Linked DNA regions of Mus musculus: region 1 is linked to region 2. The links are chromatin contacts, called in public HiChIP or PLAC-seq maps. All regions are on one chromosome and are shown on one strand. The core of a region is the stretch at or near the end of the contact, and the rest is flanking DNA. Distances in the headings are between cores, read along the strand shown. Region 1 holds the start of Aspa (aspartoacylase). Region 2 holds the start of Trpv3 (transient receptor potential cation channel, subfamily V, member 3).

What was found. HiChIP or PLAC-seq counts read pairs in DNA pulled down with a chosen protein or histone mark.
Region 1: a contact with region 2 is called in an H3K27ac HiChIP or PLAC-seq map of embryonic stem cells, with 17 read pairs. The contact joins the promoter of Aspa here to the promoter of Trpv3 in region 2. A contact is called at or near these places in 4 of 39 promoter capture datasets (3T3-L1-derived adipocytes, embryonic stem cells and macrophages), 2 of 484 Hi-C or Micro-C datasets (extraembryonic endoderm stem cells and nephron progenitors), 2 of 115 datasets of contacts at active chromatin or transcription factors (embryonic stem cells and extraembryonic endoderm stem cells) and 3 of 9 other capture datasets (adipose tissue, liver and pancreatic islet).

What each region holds. Positions count from the first base shown.
Region 1 is chr11:73,322,804-73,326,273 of GRCm38.p6, forward strand. It overlaps Aspa (aspartoacylase), which reads right to left and starts at 1,834. Exons shown (of 6, transcript NM_023113.5): 1 at 1,452-1,834. The coding sequence starts at 1,684.
Region 2 is chr11:73,265,851-73,269,284 of GRCm38.p6, forward strand. Trpv3 (transient receptor potential cation channel, subfamily V, member 3) reads left to right here and starts at 1,670. Exons shown (of 18, transcript NM_145099.3): 1 at 1,670-1,812.

The DNA of each region.
Region 1 (3,470 bases), core at 584-3,083, 57 kb after region 2:
GCTGATCTCAGGTAGGGCTTCACAAAGAAAATTTACCACGTGACTTCAACCTTGAATGAAATATACCCTTTAATTTTATAAGCACTTGCTTGTAGTTATGGTGCACTGCTTATTAATTGTACCATCCCCAGCACTATGGTGCTAGTGAAAGGAGGGAGTCAAACCCTGGTGCTCATGTCTTCATTGGGTATTTTACATCGAAGACTGGGAATGACTACTGGATCAGGGACACAGTTTACAAATGACAAACCACAAACTTACACAAACATACTTACATGCATTTTTCTGGAACAAGTGTTGACATCACAATACAATACTCTCAAGTGGGCTAGCTTTGAATTTATTCTGCAGCCAAGGATGGAGGATTGCCTCCTGCCTCAGCTTCCCAAGCAGCTAGAATTGCAGGCTGGGGGCTGTCTGGACAAAATCTTATAGATACAAGAATTTACAAAGGGTTTTATTATTATTATTATTTACTCATGGTTTTTATTATTTCACCCGTTTCTTCTCCTTTCCTCTGCCTATCCCCACTGCTGTGTCTGTCTGTGTACAATACTGCCTGTCCCTGATGCATGTGTCTGTGTTCAGTACCTCATCCAGCCTGTCAGTGTGGCTAAGGAACAGAAGAACCTCTAGGTTGTTCTATACACGATAATGGTTTAGAACAACTTCTCTACTGAGTCTCTCAACCATATTTTTAAAACATAAGTACAGTTCAAGGCCAGCCTGATCTACAGAGTGAGTTCCAGGACAGCCAGGGCTACACAGAGAAACCCTCTAGAAAAAACCAAAAAACAAACAAACACCAAAAACCAAAAAAAAAAAAAAAAGCCCAAACCATAAGTCCATATATTTCTATTATCTAGCTATTTTTTATTAGTTTGTACCAGAGTCTTTACTGCCTGGAAATCATATCTGCAATGAAGAAGGCATATTCCTGGTGCTTACTCACCCTTTCATTCAAAAAGTACTAATCAAAATGTCATAATTTCCTCACTGGACATAGTGAGGAAGACAAACCTACAAGAAAGCATGGTGGTGAGTTTCCCACACAACAGTATGTTTACCGGTATAACGACCAAACAGTCATTTATTATTATTTTTTTGAGAATTTAGATTTTTATTTTTACATGTTGCTCAACACAAATTTACATAGAGGATTATTATATTTGTGTCTTTCAAGTCAGATGAGTCAAAACTACATATATTTCTTATTTTTTGCTGTATACTGGATGGCATAGAGCAAAAAGAAGATTAGAGCGCGTGAGTGCCCAGTTTGTGTAGTTGCATAATTTGTAAAGCAGCATGATTAAAAGTGAAAGTGATCTTATTCACCACAGATGTTCTATGTGTGGATCTGACTACTTACTAGGAGCATTTACACGTTCTCTTTCCCAATGACTAACACTTCTCACCTATATATACCCTCAGAGACTAGAGAACAGTCTTACCTAAGATTTTCAAGGTCAAAAACACGATTCAGGTCACAGTCAATGTATCTGGTGCACTTCTCCACCGCCCTTGGATTGGTAATGAATGGCTTCACGTCCAGCCCTGCTCTGTGAACTTCAGTGCCATTCCTTAGCCAGTGAGTAACTAGAAACACTCCGGTCAGTTCATTTCCATGAGTCCCTCCAAAGATGGCAATCTTCTTAATAGGTTCTTTAGCAACACAAGAGGTCATTTTAACAAATACCAAGATCCTGTCTGATTTCTGCAATTCAGAAGAGAAGAGGTCAAAGGACAGTTAACTTCTGAGAAAAGTTTCCAAGTTTAGATCTAATTGAGAAGTGCAAAATACAGAGCTCTCTTGAGAACTGACTTCACAACTGTTTCTGTCACAACTTCCCAGCCTGTTTATTCTATGGACACTCCCTTCTGTAACCCCTCCCTTGACCATATTTGGATTAAAATATGCAAGGATCAAGGATCGTGATGCAGCTGTTAACTTCTAACTCAGATGGTCAGCAGATCGAAGTACAATTGTGCTAGCATCCCCTGCTATAAAAATCCTGTCTTCTGTTCAGAATGATTATTTATAAAATAATACCACATTAAGCCCAATCCTCCCAAATATAACAATATGGTTTATTCAGTGTTTTTGTTCCCACTGACATTTAAAACATTTCCAAAGTAAGCACTTTTGCTGATCTGAAGGCATTGATGTCTCTGACCTCCTCTTGAACAGCACAGCTCCTTTCTTTGAGCATAGCTGTCCACAGCAGAGGCACAAGAGCCCAGTCATGATAGGGTGGGTGACATAGAGCATGGCAGAAACGCAGCAGGCAAAAATGTTGCTGAGTTCAATCCTGAGGAGAGAACCAACTTCTGAAAGTTGTCCTCTGACTGCCACATATGTGCACCTGTTCTCTCTCTTTCTCTTCTGTCTCTTACACGCAAATAATGAATGAAATAAAAATTATTATTATTATTATTTTTTTTTTTTTGAGACAGGGTTTCTCTGTATAGCCCTGGCTGTCCTGGCACTCACTTTGTAGACCAGGCTGGCCTCGAACTCAGAAATTCACCTGTCTTTGCCTCCCAAGTGCTAGGATTAAAGGCATGTGCCACCATGCCCGGCTAAAAAAATATTTTTAAAAAGTGACTTTGAAACATCTTTAACTTTTGTCTCATGAGGCTTTTGGTAATTCTATGATGTCTTTTTTTTTTAAGTTGTCTAAATACCAAATGAAAAGCAGCTGCCAGTAATATTCAAATCTCTTAAATACCTGAAAATATTTTGCAACATAATATATACAAAAACGACATAGAAGCATATATTACATATATATTACATATATTTTAACCACATTGTATGAGGTATACAGACATGATCTCATTTACTGGCATCAAAGACTTTCTTCTGGAATGTGTTGTCCTAAAGTGGGGGGTCTTACTAGGGGAACTAATCCAGGATAAGGTGATTACATAGCGTTGGAGAAATGACTCTGAACCAAATCTTACTTGATTTCAAGCTCAATCACTCAGAAAGCCAAGAATGTTAAAGTACAGGAAATATTATATATTTTCACACACACACACACACACACACACACACACACACACACACACACACCACATGAAACCATACTAAGTTGTTTCCTAAGGACACAATAAAGCAATCATTTATCATAAGGGTAGGCTTATATGTAATTTTTCCCCACAGATGTCTGCTTACTCTATTTATAAATTCACTTTATGATTTATAAAGGGCAGACATTTATTGCCAAGGATAAAGGAAGGAAGCACTCAGCCCGATTAAGTTTCCACAGTTACATAAAAGAAAGCTAGGCCCAGGAGCCATGTTTCTCATTAAGGCCAGTGTTCACTACAGGACAACAGGGTGACTCTGTTATTTTTGGATTCCTCTGAACTTCTAATTTTGCTCTTTCAGAGCTCACATAAACAGCCAGCACAATGTAGAATCACAAGACACACAAAGCAAATACATGGTGAAAAATTCAAAATGT
Region 2 (3,434 bases), core at 420-2,919:
CTTCCACTTCTAGCCCACATGCTCCCTCTGATTTGAATCTCCATTTTTCCCTTTAGATGAGTCCCTTTCACCTCAGTTGGCCCTTGTCACCTGTGATGGAATGATCCCTGCTGGAGCTGGTCTTCTGGTTGGTCCATAAGCTTTGAAGGCAGAGATAACACTCTCAGGTTCACTGCTGTCTTGCAGTGGCCTCCTATGTATCGTGTCTCACGATGGCTGGATTCCATGACACTGAATCGTGGACCAGTGTTTGGTGTTACACTGGGTTTCCATGAGGTAACCCTTAGAGTAGAGGGGCTTCCCCTAGTCCCTGATGTTATAGAGAATGCTTTTGGATGAGAGAGATCAAGGAGCTTTTAAGTTAGTCTCCAAAGAAAAGTGTGAAAGCAAGGAAAGTTTCAACAGAGAGCCGGGAATAGCCTCATGCCCAGGATGCTGAGACATCAGAAGGGAATAGCCTCATATCCAGGATGTTGAGACACCAGAAGCAAACCTGGGCCAAGGCTGAGTCAGGCCCGGGCAGGTGAGGAAGAGAGAGGCCACATTTAATTGAAGGTAGGGCTTTGATGGTGGTGTTTCTGGAACAGTGACGAGGAATCATGAGCACAACTGCAGGTTTCCATGGATCAAGTTGCAGGTGTGTGCCCTCCCGAAGCCACACCTGAAGCTACTCTGCCCTGGCCTGGCACAGGCCTTTCTCTCTCATGGGCTAGACCCTGCCTCATTCCTCCTCCCCAGGCCTAGCAGGTTGTAGTGATCAGGGATCTGGGATCCCGCCTCCTGGGAACAGTCGGGAAAGTCCCTGCTGCATCAGCCAACAGCACTGTCTCGGAGCAGGGACTTCCATTCTAAACCTGTTGTGCCTTGCCTACACAACTTCCCTGCGGAAGATGTGCAGTTCCTGAGTCAAGTTATGCTCCACCCCTTTCCCAGAAGCCATTTGGGCATGTAGGGAGGGCACAGAGTTTTCCTGTAGTGCTCTGGCCTTGAAGAACAGTGGCACAAACTATTGCTGGGTGAATAAATATTGTGACAGTAACACCTGCTTGTCACAGGTTAATGAATTCACTCTAGGCCTTGTTCTATCTCTCCTCAGTTGCACCCTCATTTATGCTCTACCTTCCAATACAGGTTCGTATGATTGACAGGTGAGGAAACCCAGGCTTGGGACAAATGACTTGCCAAAGATCACAGAGGCAGGAAGTGGCGAGGTTGTCACACACAAATACCCATGATACATGTTATCTGTTGGGAAACATTGGACTTCCTCTGTTTCTGAGGGATTTGGTCCCAAGAACTATTTTTGAAAGATGGAGGTCAAGTCTTACAACTGGCCACCAGGATAGCCTTTGGTTGTAGTCTTGATTACGTATGTAGCTTCTATACCTCCATCTTGTCTCTCCATGACAGCCTTGATCAGTAAGTTCCCTGTAATGGGTCCCATTTCCCAAGTGAGGAGACTGATGCTATTAATACCCTCTGAGGATCAAATGTATGAGGGAAGGGCTGGGACTATAGCTTTGTGCCACAACAAGCACCTTTCCTGCCTTTTCTCCTATGGGGTGAGGCTGTTCTGTGGGTGTGGAGGTGACTCACGCAGGACACGTGGGTGGTGGGTGTGGCCTGCCTGATGCCGAGGGCAGGTGGCCCAGCCAGTTTTGCCTCTGATGCCTCATTCCAGCTGTCAGCTATCTCTGTGCCTACGATGAGAGCCTCTGGCCACCTCAGCCACCTTCCCGACGGTGGGTTTTGGGCCCCAGACATGCGGTGATCTCAAGGCAAGGACTGCCACCACCATCTGGAACCTGCCAGGTAAATCCTTGTCACCCAGAGAAAGCTAGTGTTCCCCAGAAAGACTAGAGTGCGGGCCTGGAATCCTCTGGACCATGTCTGCCCTTTGCCCATGGGTCCTAGGAAGGTGTGGGGAGAGCTGGGGTTCCTTTTAACAACAGGCAGAGGAGATAATGCAGGTTCTGACAGGCCCAGGAACTTTCTGGGAATCTCAGGAAGAGAAAGCTCCCGTCTCTTTCAGCTAGCTTAGGGGTGGATGTGAATCTCCATGGCTGGAGTGTGATGGGTGTTTAAGACGGGAGCAGCTATCCCAGCGCTGAAGAGTGACCACGCCCAGGCACTCACGGGTTATTGAGATAGCAGCTATGGAGGTCTCCTTCTGGCCCCTGCCTGGTCTGCGTCCCTAGGACAGGCTGCTTCAATCAGTGTCAGAGCCTTGGCAGGTGTGACATGGTATTTCTCGGGTGAAGGAGCTGGATCGCAGGGCAGGGAGAGAGTCCAGCAGGTGAGGATGCAAAGCAAAGCATATAGGGTGACTCAGGAGTTAATTATAGCTGCTGGAGCCTGAGTCCAGACTGCTCTGACCCCCGCTCACCCGAGCTGTTCAGAGTAGCCCACACTCATGGCCCTAGCACAAGAAAGATGGAGCAACTGGTGTCAGGGGACCGACCACTCAAGCTATTTCTCAGGAGAGAAACCAGAGGATGAGGGAGGATGAGGAACACCTCTGTCTACTTCTGCTCTTGACTCAGCAAAGTCTTTTTAGCCCCACAGGTCCACTGATTGCTTTGGGTAGAGGAAACATAAATACCTATCTGGCTTTGGCTGCGATAGATGTAGGCAGGGGCTGAAAAGTTACTTCTATAGCTAAGTAAGCTATCTGAGGTGGCTTGCATTAAGGTTGGTCCCCTGACTTCAGAATTACCTCTTCTTGTCCACACTGCCTTTCTATGTCTATCCTTCAAGGTTAGCAGCCTCTTCCCCCTCACCATGCTCTTCATAACAGCTTCCCCCAGGTCACCGGTCTCTCTTGTCCCCATGGCCTGTTCTCCTTCAGGCTCTGTTGCCTATGTAACCCAGAACCTTTCCCTGCTCCCTGCTTCCCTGACATCAGTCTCAGCTTCCAAGTTCTGCTCGAGGGCTTCACAGTGTGGCTCAGCCTGCTGCCAAGCCCTTCGCTGCCAGGGCTCTCCATGAACGCATACAGGGTCTCCAGCTCCACCCGCTTTACCCTCATTGAATTGCTTTGAGCCCTGGTCATTGTGCAGGCTGTGCCCCCAACCCAGATGGCATTTCTGCTGCATCCCAGTCTGTAAACCATCCTTCGAGATCCATTTCCTAGTCTCTTTGGAAGGTTTATCAGTACTTTTTTCTAACTCAGCCCATACTGACCATTAGTAAAGCACGTTTGAACTGAAGGGTTGGTCTATATCCTAGAGTAAGGGATTCTATGTCTTCTAGGTAAGAGGGTGTCTACCAGGGTGCCATGGTTTGGCTGTAATTAGCTTGTCGGGGAAGAGCAAGAGAAGGGAAGTGAGTGAGCTGCAGAGACTACCAGCAGATGCTGAGAAATCCAAAACCTCCAGCTGTGTTATTCAGAGCAGCATCTAGAGCAAAGGAGGTGACATTGATGTCCTGTTAAG